2 separate regions of the Arachis hypogaea genome follow, and region 2 is linked to region 1. A link is a contact called in public Hi-C data. All regions are on one chromosome and are shown on one strand. The core of a region is the stretch at or near the end of the contact, and the rest is flanking DNA. Distances in the headings are between cores, read along the strand shown.

Region 1 (7,882 bases), core at 4,015-6,514:
ATGCTAAGGATGACCCTTGAATATCCATAGAACCAAGAAGTAGTAAGCAAAAGACCCAAGGCTTTGAGCATTAAATACTAGGATTTATGAAAAGAAACAATTAGCTCAAAGAGACAAGATTCTAGTATATGCTTGTGGTGAAGATGTGTCAAGAAGAGAGACCTGAGCAAGTAAATTCTTAGGGGTGTTTCAACACCTAGTACCCTAAAACCAACTGGTTTGGGAGTGCTAATTGAAAGCTTAACCTAAAGGGTCGTCTTGAGATAAAATACTTAGAGTCGTGGTCAATCAAATGATAACAAAAGAAAAGTGAAAAGAACAATCAAAAGAAAAAGAATAAGTCTTACTACTTCAAGGTGACAATCAATAGAAAGGGCTCTAAAGGCAAGTACTTAAAAAGAATCCTCAAAAGGTTCAAGAGTTCATTGTGGTATGGACATAATAAGGATCATGCATGAGTTGATACTTAGCCTCTATCCTTAATTGTGAATGCATCTCTTTAGGGTCAAGTCTCAATCAATTAAGAATAATCCACATTGATTTGCTCGGGGACAAGCAAAGCTTAAGTTTGGTGTTGTGATGACTTGCATCATCTACCTCTTTCTCCTATCCAAAAGGACCATAAAAAGAGTGTAATCTCATTCAATCAATGCAATTTCAAGAGTTAAATGATGAATATTATGGTACATTGCTTTGAGATGAGTTTTGTTTGGATTTCAGGTGAAAAGAGCAACAAAAGACGAAGGAAACAAGAAAAGTGTGCTGGGCGTGCCACTTGGTACAAACGCCCACAAACTGTATCGGCGTGGCACGCCAGTTGTCAAGACCAGAGAAGGGACAATGAGTTTTACTATGGGCGTGACACGCCAGGGCCAGGCGTGGCATGCCAACTATATTTTCTAGAGAAGCATCATTGGAGTTTTACTATGGGCGTGGCACACCAGGGCCAGGCGTGGCACGCTTCCAGAGAACATCTTTAAAGACATACAAGGGGGCGTGGCACGCCAATTTCATTATAAACACTGGGCGTGCCACTTGGGCTCGAAGGCGTGGCACGCCAGTTCATTGTTCCAGAGAAGAAAGTTGAAGGTTCAATACTGGGCGTGCTACTTGGGGTCGAAGGCGTAGCACGCCAACCTTATTTGTGTCTTGAGCGTGCCACTTCGGTTCTAGGTGTCGCGCGCCAAGCTTGGAGAAGCTTAATACCAAAATGGGCGTGCCACTTGAGCTTGAAGGCATGGCATGCCAGTTCAATTAAGCAAAGAGGAATAGAAGGCTAAGCATACTGGGCGTGCCACTCGGAGTCGAAGGCGTGGCACGCCAGGCATGAAGAATTTAAATATCAACACTGGGCGTGTCACTCGAAGGCGTGGCATGCCAGCACAAGCTCACAAGAAAGGAGAAGACCTGGGTGTGCCACTTGGGACTTTAGGCGTGGCACGCCAAGGCAAAATAACTATGGGCGTGCCACTTGAACACCAGGCGTGGCACGCCAGAGGGACTTAGTCATGTACCATCAAGGGCGTGGTACGCCAGCTACTGGGCGTGGCACGCCAGTATTACCTTCCAGAGAAGAGGGATGAAGCTTTTGCTATGGGCGTGGCACGCCAGACACGGGCGCGCCACGCCAGTTCAAGATTCCAGAGAAGCTGGACAAAGGAAAGACCCTTGGGTATGCCACTTGAGCTCAAAGGCGTGGCACGCCAGTCTAGCTGAGCAAAGGAAAGACCCTGGGCGTGCCAGTTGGACTCGAAGGCGTGGCACGCCAGGTTAGCTGAATGAAGGTGGCGTGCCACTTGGACGCCAGGCATGGCGCGCCAAGCCAAGCTGAGAAACTAGGCGTGGCACGCCACTCAAACGCCAGGCACATGGTTCATTTCCATTAGTTTTTCCTTTTCTTTTTAGTTGTAATTTTCTTTTCTCTTTTGTACTTTTTAATTCTAGTAATAGGAGTAGTATAAATATCCCCTAGAAGTACTGAAAAGGGGGTTGGGCGGATTGGCTAGTTAGTCTTGGAGTTGATAGTTTTACTTTTAGACTTCACTTCATCTTCTCCATCTCTTGTACTTTTCTCTAAGCTATGAGTAGCTAAACTCCCTCTCATTGGGAGAGGGAGTTTTTTTGTACTTGATGGATTACTGATAGTGAATTTCTTTTTCTCTTCATCTTCTCTTTGATTTGCTACAAGGAATTTCGTTCTTCATGCTAGTGTTCAATCATCTTGGGAAAGAGGTTGAATGCAAAATGAGTTTCATGGGAGCCTTGAAAAAGGAAACATGAAACCATGCTTGAAATCTCTTCTCACAATTGAGTAGATCTGGGTTTTGGGATTGGATATGGTGACATGAAATCTACCCACTATTTGGATCTATGAGGATGTGTGGTATAATCAGGGACCAAGCATATCTCTCTTCATAAGCAATTAGACCAAGGAATTGGCTGATTATCAAGATTTGAGAGATTGAATCACCAAGGGATAAAGATTCAATCAATCATGATTGCCAAGAGGTCAATGAGTTGCATGATTAAAGAAGATATGATCTAGATCTAATCCAAAGAGAACAACATCTCCCAATTCCAATGAATTTTCCCTATTCTTATATTTCCTATTCTTTATAGATTTTCTTTAATTTCTGTCATTACCCATTGTCCATTACCATTCAGCCATTTATGTTCCAGCACTTTACATTCTTGTCATTTACTTTTCTGCACTTTATTGCTTTTTTTTTTTACTTTTAAGTCATTTACATTTCTGTTAATTTAGAATTCTGCACTAAACAATCTCTATTGCTCAGCTTGACTAATTTACCCATTAATTAAAGTTGCTCAATCTACCAATCTCTGTGGGATTCGACCCCACTCCTAGTGGGTTATTACTTGACGATATTTGGTGCGCTTGCCAAAGAACGGATTTATTATATAGTGAGTGAAATCCGGTCATCAAGTGGCAATTATTAAAAGGAGAAACTATAATTTCATTGAAGAAGAAGAAAAAAAAAGGAAAAAAAGGTAATAAATTTCTACTAAGAGATAAAAAGCACAAGATAATAACACAGAAGCCCTCGTGCAAATTGGATGTCTCAATGTACATCAAAATAATAATATTTCATCCCTATCCATCATCTATTTATTTAGAATAATGTATATTGTTAATGAATAATTAATATGTATAAAAATGATGAGTTAACAGTTATTAATAAAGAAAAAAAAAGAAAAGGTTCTTTGTTCTTGTGGGTGTGGGTAGAGACATTCCTCTTCCTTTGTGTTCTGCAACCATTGCATATATGACTATGAAATTTTAATGTAAAACCAGAAAATCTAGGATAAACATTATATATCCAACCACAGGTTAGAAACAATATAAGTATAAATGTTGCAAACTCCTCCTAACATGACTCAGATAAACACAACAATCTGACCCATCAATATCAAATAGTGGGAAGTTAACTCATAGTTACAGAGTTCTAGTTACAGATCCAGTGTTCTAGTTTCAAGGTTTAGTTGCAAATTCACAATAGGAGAGAAAGAGAAAGAGAAACTTACAAATCCAGTGATTCGCAGAATGTAGAGACGGTGACAGACTCACAACGACAGCGACGGCGACGGGCTCACGGAAAAGGACAGAGGAGGACGGTGTAGCTTTGCTCTCAGATGGAGGACGGCTACGAAGCTCTTCTCTTAGACGAAAGACGGCGGCGAAGCTCTGCTCTCGGACGGAGGACGGAGGCGAAGCCCTTCTCTCAGACTGAGAACGACGGCAACAGGCAGATTTGGAGAAGAAAAAGCTCGATTGGAGAAGAAGATTAGGTTGAATTTGGAGTCAAAAGTGAAACTGTGAAATTGAAACCTAGCCACAACTATAAAAGTCATTTATATATTTTTTATATTTAATGATTTTTATATATTTATATTATATATTTTATTTTATATTATAATATATAATATATACTCCAGGCGGGTAGGGCGGGTACACCCTAGCCCCCACCCCGCCCCGTCCCACCAGTGCACTTGCCCCGATAAACCCCCTCTCCGGGTGCGGGACGGGCCGGGTATCCGCAGATTCGGATACTCCTGCCACTCCTAAAGTTAATAACCAAAGCTAAATTAATCATATGGAATAAGTTCCAATGATAAGTAATATTGTTATGAAACTTTAGATAACTGCTTCAGAGTATGATATACCTAGGCTAGTTTTTACCCACGGTCAACTGTATATTGTGTTATCAAGAGTAAAGAGTAAGGATAGTTTACGAGTGTTAGTTGTTGCAAAATTATGAACACTTAGAAGATAACTACACGATAAATGTAGTATATAGAGAGATTTTTGAGAGCTTATAATGAAAAGATAATTTCTTAATCTCTTAGTCAAATTTATTAATGTAAAGTAAAAAAATTAATAAATCCTAAGTACTAATTAATAATACATTCTTATTTCACATTTATAGTTTGAAGATATTAAAATTATCATGAAAATTTGAATTATTTTATTCTCTTGATAAACTATTCTAAAATTAAATCATAGAATTTTATATACTAATATCTTATATTATTGTTTCTGGTACAAATTTTGTATACATCAAAAGAGGATATTAAGTTATTTTTTAATAAATTTAAATTATTTACTGTTTATTAGTGAAATTTGTGCATTAGAAATTTCTAATAATTTATTGTTATTCATTTTGAGTTAACTTTGATATGTTTTTACTTAATATTAAAACAATATACAAATATTTATTGGTGAGTTTAAGTGTTACTTGACTATTTAATTTGACATTAAGTATATATGTCTAATTTATTGAACAAAATAAATTAACACTAAAATTAATAACTACATTTGAATTGATATACTTAACACTATATTAAAAAAAATAAACAACGCACATCATATTATTTATTTATTAATCAAATTATTATAATTTAAATTAATTTTAATAAAACATCTTAAAATTATAATTTTAATTTTATCACATGAATTATTATACTTGTTGAATTATATGTGTTAGATTTATGTTTAATCGTGTTGGATTAAGTTAAACCGATTTATTATTTGTTTTTTCCCCCTTAATTTTTTATTAATAACTACGTTTCTAGATTTTTGTTGGTGGTACATGATATATGTATTTTTTATATTTAATTCAAAAATATGAAATTATAGCAAATAATTTTAAAGGAAAAAAGAAAAAAAGTTAAGTGATATACAGCATAATATATGATCCTAATGATAGGATAGGTTATATTATTGGACTATGCATAAAAAATAATGATACCGTGACGTTGACACATTATGTTACACACTGGTAAAATACTATGGATTCTCTGGTTGGGCCACTTGTATCTATGGTTAGCCCATTTTACTATAGTTGGGCCACTTAGTTCTACGGATTCTTCATGGATCATTACCAAAAAAGAAAATGCAATACATTAATTATGAAAAAGTATCTAATTAACCCAATATTGTGTTACTTACCCAGTTACCCTTGAGTAAAAGTTCCCTATCATGTAACCAAAAAAAAAAAAAAAAAAAAAACCCTATCAGAGGAATGCTCCCTCTCGCCTGGAGAGATCTTAGAACAATCGGTTCTGCTGTTCAAACACAACATAACATTCAAACTAGGGCTGTGTAATATGTCGGATGAAATCGGATTTGATGTGATTCAGACTCTATTCAAAATATATATCGGGTCTATTTATTAGATCCGAACCCGACTCTAAACCCGATAAAATCTATACACTTTCGGGCTACGATTATACCGGGTAAAAACCGAGTGAAAATCGGGCCGTTAACATTATATTACCTTGATACCTTCTTATAAGCTAGCATGTGAAAATATCCAAATTTCAAAGACTCCAACCATTATTTGACATGGTAAAATTCACTTAGAAAAATATAAGAACCAATTCTTCTCTAAAATTAAAGTATAACCATAATCAATACTAATATTGTCTAATAACACCAAATATTTAAATCAATATAAATAACACAATATTATGCATTAATCTAAAATCTTATGCATTTTAAATATAAAACATTAACTTATAGTCTTATAATAACTAATAACACAAAATATTAAGGTTTACAATACTTAAATTCCACATAAGAATAACCATTATCCATCACTAATAACACAAAATATTAATTGTATATGATGACCGGGCCATCGGGCCGACTCGGGTGACCCGAGCCATGGCCCGGACTCGACCCAAAATAATGACCGGGTCTATTTTTGAGACCCTTACGTGGTTCTAGACCCGGTGAAATTATACCAAAATAGCCTCTAAAGTATTCGAGATCGGGCCGAATCTTCGAGTCGGGCCGGCCATGCACACCCCTAATTCAAACCATAACAAACTTTTCTTACACTACCCCAAATCCTCATTAAGCCAACATGACAATATAAATCTTTAACACACTAACCCAACCATTGATCTTAGTTCTTTAGTATCCCAAGTTCGAGCAAATTCCAGATTGTGACAACAGGGAAGAGCATCAAGCCTCCTTGTCCTCATCCTGCAACATAAAACCACAATCCTACATGTAAGCTACTCACTTCAACATTCCAAAAAAAAAAAAGCCGGTTTTTTTTCACCTTGTGGGACTAAGCTCTATAACCATCCTCAACCTAGTGCATTACTCTCCCTCGCTTCTTCCGCAAACCAAACAACTACATCTTAAATCCTTGGATCTCACAACATGAACATACCTCACATGGGAACTGTTCTCATTGAAGGCAGAACCATCACTCTCAACACAAAACCATGTCCAGAATACAGATCAAAATGTTTCAATATGTTGGAAAGGTCATAGCGGACAGGGAAATAAAATTTAAAGTCGTCAAGAACTCTATTCTTGGTATGTGGGGAAACCCAACTGATGTCTCCATTTCAGAGGTTGGGAGGAACGAAGCTCTCATCAGCGTAAAGGACAACAACAAAGGGAAGAGATTTCTTGACAGTGGGCCTTGGAACATCAAAGGAAATTTATTGAACCTACAAACAGTGACCGATTTAAAAACTTTAATCAATGGGAGCAAAAATTTTACACATGAGCCCATAAATGCATGCGCGCTATAACAAAATTATATATATTAATCTAAGATTTGTCATTTACTATATAAAAATATAATAATTAATCCAATTTAATTAAAAAATAAATTTATAATTATTTTTTTCGTTATTTACATTATAAAATATTAAATAATAATTTTAATAATATTTATATAACACCAACAATAATATAATTGAATTTACTTTCTTTATTATAATAATAGTAATTTTTCGCACGATTAAATCTTTTGTATCTCATTTGAATTTAAATATAGTATATTCAACTCCTATCTTTCTTTTTTTATTATCTTTAATTTAAAGATGCAGTTTTTTTCTTAAAAAAACACGTAAGTAAAATAAGATGATTGTATTTTTTTAAGACACCAAAAAATATTAATCATTGTATTTTTTTGTTAAAACTAACTAATTAAAAAATAAATAAATTACTAAAGTTTATCTATAGAAATTATATTTTAAAATTTAAAATAAAAATAAATTCAAAATAATTTTAATAACGGAGACAATTAATAAAATTAGTGGGGGCATCTATTATATATACTCATATTAAGTAAAGGAATTACAAACTCTTGTGGGAACACTTGTCCCCAACCTCTTAAACGTGGATCTGTCTTTGTCTACAAAGATGGCTAGACGGTAAGTCTATGTTGGATATCACTCATAATTACATGGTATTCTGGATAGTATCCCTATGAATTACCTAAATGTTCAAACAGCAAGAACAGTGAAAAATATAATTGGAATTCTGGAAGAGGTGGAGGACCCATGGTAGATGGAACCTTAAAGAGTAACTTTCTAAGGGCGACGATCGACGTAACCA
Region 2 (7,882 bases), core at 3,172-5,671, 96 kb before region 1:
ATATATATAAAAAAAAAGTAGTATGGAATGAAACCTCAAAACATGGCTGCTTAAGGACCCACTCAAAAAGTTCCTTAGTCTCCATCATTCTGTTCCTGTTCTCATCCTCAAAAAGCGTTTGATCATACCTGAAAAGCAAATATCATGTCAAGACCATAGTAGCTTCACACACCTATTAATTATCAGTTATTACACACCAAACTCTCTAACATTACTAACACCAAACATGCTAAATCCTTACCTACAGCACTAGAACGAGTTTCCCTTATTCATCACTTTCAAGTAATTGGTAAGTGCTTTTAAGTAAGATGATAACTCATAGAAGGTGTATACTCATAACTAAGTTATGCAGCTAAAATTACATTATTTTGTAATCATATTAATATACGCAAACAATTGGTAAACCATACTCGCTAATAGCAGCACAGAATATTACAGCTGAAACTCCTTCAAAAAGATGGATCCATTTTCTCCTTTCATTTCTCTGGCCCCCAACATCAAAGAGTCTATAGACCTCACCGCTTTTCTTGTTTTCTCCAACAGGGCTGTCAAAATAGCACAGACATACCAATCAAGTTGTTCCAATCTCTAAACCAGATTAAGATTTGAGAAAAAGCAACATGACATTATGAATAATAAGTAACCAACAAGAGCACAACTGCCTTCATGTGCACACATACATGCCAAGACTGAATCACACTTATCTCAATCTAAGGTTGTGAATACTTATTAGTAATAGGTAGAGAGAAAAAGTAATAGGTACCAAGATGCTACAACATTGTTTCTATATAAGCTCAAGCAACAGGAATCAAGCTAAAGGGTTAATATTCCAAAAGCTATAATTCATAACCAAGGAATTGCACTCAGTAAATGTAGAATCTAACTTATTGTCCCCTTCAGAGACTGCTGAAAATTTATATATGAAGAGTAACTAGTGAGACTAAAGACTGAATAATGCATTTGTTTGAAACTACGTTTATGCCTTCATTCTAAGTTGGTTAATAATGAGCAAATATACAGCACTACTCAACATATAAAAGTCTTCAATCCGGTATAAGGGAGGGACAGAAATAAGCATTTGACTATCATTTCAGGTCAGTATGTTCACCTGAACTGGATTTCCACAACACCTGTTGTACGAACTCTTGCATACAGAACATCCTCCTGTATAACAGTGAAAGAAATATGAGATATTTTACAACAATTTCATATTGACGGTTCTATAAAAGAAAAAAATATAGTGTGCTTGGTGTGATGACTACATATCAGGTAACTTTTGCAGCATCACAATTGACAATATTAATATGCTTGCAACTACTAGAAAGTTAAATTGAATCATGGATAAAAACAAGTTTAGGACATCAAACAGAGCTAACTGCTGATTAGATTTGTGATGAATAAAGCAAGATATGATCATTAATATGGTTATTAACAAAACATGATCTACAACTTTTTTTTTCAAATTTTGGACTGTCATACTTGGAACATTTAATACACATAGCCCAAATAGAAAAGAAAGGTTTGTAGCATACTAAGAGAAAATAAAACACATTACAGTAACAACAAAAGAAAGAGTGAAAAACCAATCTTGGATACCTTTGTTGGAACATAGTTTGCATCAGCCAGCCTCTGCAAATTTTCCATGAAATAATGGGTACAATCTGGAACTTGAAGTTCATTACCACGGGCATATGTTTCCTACAGCAAGTAAAATGTTTGACATAAATACCAAGTTATTTATGAGAGAAATACCAAAGGCAACACAATCAAAGTGTGCAATAGAGCCACCTGAATTGCAGCATCCTCCCACAGAGTCTCTATTTCCTTTGCAAGCTCCTTGGTGAGATGTGGGTAATCGAGCCTGCCTCCAATTTCCGAGAGTTTCTCACCAATACCCTGTCATAAAATCAATCTCTTTTAAATAACAAGACTTTTGACATACAAGTTAGACAACTGCAACAGATGCTTCAGAAAAGAAACCTAAATAACTACCTGCTTCTCACTGGATATCAAATATTTTGAAGAATCAATATCATTCTGAGCTAACTCCTTCGCCCCATCATGCAGTAGCTGTTTAAACATGTTAAGCACAATCTAAGGAACCATTTTCTCAAATATATCCAATAAAACTCAACTCACATTTAACTTTTTGTTGAAACTATGGTGGCACTATTAAGCTCTATGTATTTTTAAAAGAAAAATAATCAACACACCCTTTCAAGTATTGCGTACTTTTATTGTCTGATACACATTAGCATGAATGACTGGTATGTAGCTTTTTAGCTCTGCCTCATCAAAGCCCGTTTGAAACAAAAGTTTTATCTGCATATTTCAACCAATAGGCAATGTCAGCACTAAATATACGGTACCCTAGCAATCATATATTATCTTAAGAAGCTGTAGAGAACATGCAATTTCTTGCCTGCTTAAAGATTGTAGACTTCCCTGACTCTCCAGCACCTAAATAACAGAGAAATCGATTTGTTTATTTATGTAAATCCACAAAAGTAACATCAACAAAAGCATGCAGGTTGTAACAGATTGTGGCATATATGATTATTTCTCCTCTTGATAACATCACAACTGACGCAATGTTAGATTCCAAGTCCTTCTAGGAGTTTCAATCCTGGACTAATTTTTTGCTTGGGAACTTATATGTGGAGTATATACAATAACACAACTGTGATATAAAGGGAAAGCTGACCCAGATGAAACAAACCTAGTAGTAGAAGTTTCTGAATATGCTTTTCAGCCTTTGTTTCTAATTCTATTCTTCTCTCAATTTCTGCAGCCTGCAAAAGCACAACAGCTTTATCAAATTAGATCTCATTTTAATGTTTACAATTATCTGTGGCCTAAGTAGTATGCAATTTTTCAAGAAAAGCGAACCTGTGCATTTTCTTCAGCCTCGGCATCATTATAACGACGATTCTTGCTGCAGAGTGACCCCATATGTTCTGTTACAAAAGATAGCATAGAAGATGCACTAGTCAAGCTCCACCAGAAACAAGTGTTTCAATGCCCTTTTTTAATGCATATGTCAAGTAGTGAGCTTGAGTTCACCTAACAAGGAACTAGAACAGTGTCAGGAGCATACAAACACAAGCAGGTTCCTCCCCAACCCCTCTCCCTTCCAGTGGAAAATCTTAGGCCAATTCATATGCTGATACCTCCATGCAACTTGCCATGGCATAATCAAATCAAATAATATATTCTCATCCATGTAATAAGACAAATAAGCACATAAATCAAAACAGACTTAAGGGTACAGCTGGACAGCAAGAACAGGTTGAATCAAAATCTGCATCGAAGTATGTGTTTGTTTTGTCTTTCAAAACATCAAAACATGTATTGTCAAAATCACATTCAGTTAAATTTTAAGTCCCCCTCCCCCAAACAAAATCAAAAAATAAAAAATGGTCGTTGAATCAAACCATAATTTGCAAATTATCACCAAAATACACTCTTAGCCAAAAATATTTTCCAAATCATATCCAAGGTTTAGCATCATTCTCTTCCAAGTTACTTGATTAAGAAGCTGTATTGAATATCCTAATCTCTATGCAGCATATGGAGAAAAATAGTGATCTAATCATGAACTACGCATGAATGACTAAAGTTCAATTTACAATTTGCCCTGTGCACCAGTATCTACAACTTGAATTTTTTTTTTTTATTTCTTTTGCTTAAGACCTTTTTGTTACCTACCTATGACTTGGGGTTTACCACACAGCTAGACCCCATCAGCACATAGAAAAAACAGCATCATAAAGCTCCATTTTTTTTAGTTTAATATTTTTTATCAGCTAAGCAATACAAGCTGGACAGAAAGAAACTAATCATTTCAAGCCTTGAATGATGATTCCCTCCTCACTGAGCAAGGAACATTTTTTTGCAGTTGAAGTACAAGGAAAAAGCACGAGTATTCAGAGTACAATCACCTCAAAGGGGAGTTCACATCAAAAGGAGAATAACATAGTAGAAAACTGTCAAAGAAATCAAATGTAAAACACACACACACACACACATACAGAAAATATGAAGAGAAAAATAAAAAGTGAAATAAACAAAGAAAAAGAAAATAATAATAATAAAGTAGCATATATGCGCATCTCGATCTGCATGTTTAACACCAAATACAGAGATCTCCTGAACAAAAAATCCTCCAAACTCCATAAATAAAAGATCTTGAATTAGGAATGCAACAGAAGAAGAGAATGGGTACCTGAAAAGAATCAAAAGTGGGTTTCTTTTTGCAGGGTTTTGTGGTGGAGCTGGAATATGCTCCTAGATTTGGTGGATTTGTGAGGTGTGAGGTGTGAAGTGTGAAGAGTGAAGTGTGAAGAAGTGAAAATTAGAAAGCAGAAAGCAAGTTCAGCAATGTTGTTCTAATGTGGGGGAAGATATAGTATTCTAGTTCTATCCTACTATGGTATAATAATAATATTAACAATATTATTAACAATATTATTAATTAATAATAATTAATGTTGGTTAAACTAAGGTAACAATGGCGCATATAATAATAATAATAATAATAATAATAAAACGCATGTTGTAACGGTGCGGGTAATAACTAATGGGCATAGTGATACAGAGATGAATACAGACTTAAATTAAATATACGAAATATGAGATTAAAGAAAAAGATAGAAAGGGGTCTGTTTCATACTGAACCTTGCAGAAAATAGCACAGGACTGGTCATTATAGTTTGGACCATTGGATGAGGCACTAAAATTAATCTATGGTCCTTAACTTAGTATCTAACTGCATAACATAAAATGCTTTATTCGGAAGAAAAGAAATTAAATGAGGTATTTGGTAATTGTGTCATGTCATTAGTAGAAAATAAAGGGGTCCATGGGTGGGCCAAATCCAATTCTCCAAGAAGAGTTGGATCTGTAAATAGCAACACTTGGATGCACATTAGCGTCTCAATCAAACCATCTCAACCGTCCACTTATCACGTTATGGACAAACTCAATAAAATCATCCTTATAAATTGAAGAATGTAACGTAACTTCAAATTAATAAAACAAACAGCATTTTGTTTCCATCAACAACGATTCATTTCCAAGCCTTTTCACTTTTCAGGTCAATTTTTGTAGCTGATTCCCAATTCAGAATATTTATTATTATTAATCAACACCATTGCTCTGGGTTTTTTTTGTTTTTTGCTTTTTCTTTCCAAATTTGTGACATTCTCGTATCAATTTGGTGCCAGATTTAATATCAGATGTTATAACTAAGCAATCGGCATCATACTGATTTTCGTCTTTTGTAGCTTACGAGTTGTGCCAGAATTATCTTGTGTAGAGAAGACGATGGTTTATAGGTATTTTTCTACGTGTCATTCTGAAATTTAGGAAATAGATTTTTTCAAATTTTTTCCGTTTGAAAATATTTTATAAGAAGAAGTAAGAGAAAATATTAAAAAAATACTAAAGAATTAAAGATCATATTTTATTTTTTTAATTGAGAAAAAAATTAAGATGATTTATTTCTTGAAATTTATGCTTTTTTATTTTTTTCTTGTTAAAAGTTATATTTAAATTTTTTTAAATATTTGTCCAAAAAAAAGTAATAAGAACTTACATTAAATATTTTTCAATTGTAATGTCTCTTAAATAATTTGTAGTTACAAAATTATCTACCAGATTAAATCGAGAATCAATTATTAAGTTTAAATCAAGTGAAATCCTGTTGGAGGTATAAAACTTCAAATATTTTGTAACCTTACATTTTATAAATTGAGTGAAATCCTGTTGGAATATTAGGGGGTTGAGGGGAGACGGAAAGTTGAGTATGGTGAAATCTTTGAAGAAGAAGTATAATTTGAATATGTTAGGATTACTTGAAACAAAAAGAGAAGTGCTTACTAAATATAATATTGCAAGGCTTTGGGGACATAGTTCTGTTGATTGGGAGTTTGTGGAGTCTGTAGGGACGGCTGGGGGTCTATTATTGATTTGGGATGAGGTAGTGTTTAAAATACAGAATTGTTATAAAGGTGAGCGGTGGTTATGCGTTGAAGGCGTGCTAACGAAGACCAACTTCCTTTGTGCTTTTTGTCTGGTGTACGGAGCGCATGCGAGGGAGGAGAAGCAGGGGGTGTGGGAAGAATTGAGCTATGTTGCGGGTTTGTGTTCGGTCCCGTTCTACTTTTTAGGGGACTTCAATGAAATTTTGCAAGTTGAGGATCGCAAAGGGGTGACTAGCTTGCCAGCATCATCGGACGATTTTAAAAGTTGGGTGTATGACATGCAGTTGATGGATTTACCTTTGACTGATAGGAAGTACACATGGTTTCGAGGTCGTTCCTGTAGTCGGATTGATAGGGTTTTGGTCAATGTTGAATGGGCTGAGAAGTTCCCGGATATTAGGATAAAAGGTGGGCCGCGAGGGTTGTCTGATCACTACCCGTTGATTGTGGAAGGTACGCGTTTAGGAGGGGGTCCTAGACCATTCAGAAGTCTAGATTCCTGGTTTACGCATGAGGGCTTTCTAAGAATGGTAAGAACTGAATGGAGAAACTTGGGAGATGCTCAGTTCACAGGGAAGCTGAAGGCTTTAACAATACCACTACGGCAATGGCACAAGAATACCTTTAGGGACATGGATAAGAGACTGATGAGGTTGGAGGAGGAGATCACAAAGCTGGACAATTTAGTCAGTAATGGAATTTACGATGGTACAACGGAGGCTAGAAGGAAGGCACTGGTGAGCTTTTGTGAAAAATGGTACATCAGGAAGGAAATCCACTGGAAGCAGATGTCTCGGTCCCAGCATGCTGCCAACATGGATAAGAATACCAGATACTTCCATAACATTGCCTCGGCCAGAAGACGGAGTAATAGGATCGATGCTCTGATGATCCATGGAAGACTGGTGCGGAATCAGGCGAGGATTAAAGGTGCAATTAGGGGGTTTTACAAGGATTTATATAGACAGGATTACGCGCCGAGGATTGGTGTCAGGGATGGGTTGGTAAAACAGATTAGTAGAGATGAGGCTGAAGCTCTAGAAGTTTTGCCATCGGCGGAGAAAATCAAGGAGGCAGTGTGGGATTGCGGATCTTCCAAGGCCCCAGGGAGTGATGGGTACAACATGAACTTTATAAGAAATGCTGGGAGGATATTGGTCAGGAATTCAGTGCAGCGGTACTAAGGTTCTTCCAAAGTGCTAAGTTACCAACGGATGCAAATGTAACTTGGGTGACACTAGCCCCAAAGTTTGAAGGTGCAAAGGAGGTGAAGGACTTTCAGCCGATTAGTATGGTGGGGTGTGTCTATAAAGTGATTTCGAAGTTGTTGCTGAGGAGGATGAGGTCCGTTATGCCATGGTTGATAGGTGAGACTCAGACTGCATTTGTAAAGGGCAGAAAAATTCATGATGGCACACTCATAGCCTGTGAAATAGTTCATTGGCTGAAGACGAGGAAAAAGACAGCGGCCATTATTAAGCTGGATTTTCAAAAAGCTTATGATAGAGTAAGGTGGAGTTTTGTAGATATTGTGCTGTAGAAGATGGATTTCGGCCTAAGGTGGAGGAATTGGGTGAAGGAGTGTGTTACTACGGCTACTATGTCAGTCCTAGTTAACGGGACACCATCCAGGCCATTCAAGATGGGAAGGGGCCTACGACAAGGAGACCCCCTTTCCCCACTTCTATTTGTCCTTGTTGTTGATGTCTTGCATAGGATGTTGGGAGAAGCCGTCAGGAACGGGCGCATTGCTCCGCTGCTGGTCGGGGGAGATCATATTGAGCTGTCGCACCTATAATTTACAGATGACACAATTCTGTTAAACCCGCCAGAGACTGAAACAATTGTAAATTATAAGAGGCTGTTGCGGTGTTTTGAGCTGATGTCTGGCCTGAGCA

What was found. Hi-C and Micro-C count contacts between places; a contact is called where the count stands out from the background.
Region 2: a contact with region 1 is called in a Hi-C map of leaf, with 4 times the contacts expected there. The contact joins the promoter of LOC112783167 here to the enhancer-like site in region 1. A contact is called at or near these places in 3 of 8 Hi-C or Micro-C datasets (all in leaf).

What each region holds. Positions count from the first base shown.
Region 1 is chr20:119,824,758-119,832,639 of arahy.Tifrunner.gnm2.J5K5, reverse strand. No RefSeq gene overlaps it. Among protein-coding and RNA genes, the nearest start is that of LOC114926137, 11 kb to the right of the region's middle. Within about 2 kb of position 5,264, at least 3 of the 3 cell types and tissues checked have open chromatin away from gene starts, as enhancers often do.
Region 2 is chr20:119,920,170-119,928,051 of arahy.Tifrunner.gnm2.J5K5, reverse strand. LOC112783167 (guanine nucleotide-binding protein alpha-1 subunit) reads right to left here and starts at 4,421. Exons shown (of 14, transcript XM_025825974.3): 1 at 4,226-4,421; 2 at 2,890-3,074; 3 at 2,720-2,792; 4 at 2,423-2,460; 5 at 2,233-2,322; 6 at 1,993-2,070; 7 at 1,789-1,896; 8 at 1,597-1,698; 9 at 1,109-1,164; 10 at 411-545; 11 at 35-128. The coding sequence starts at 2,976.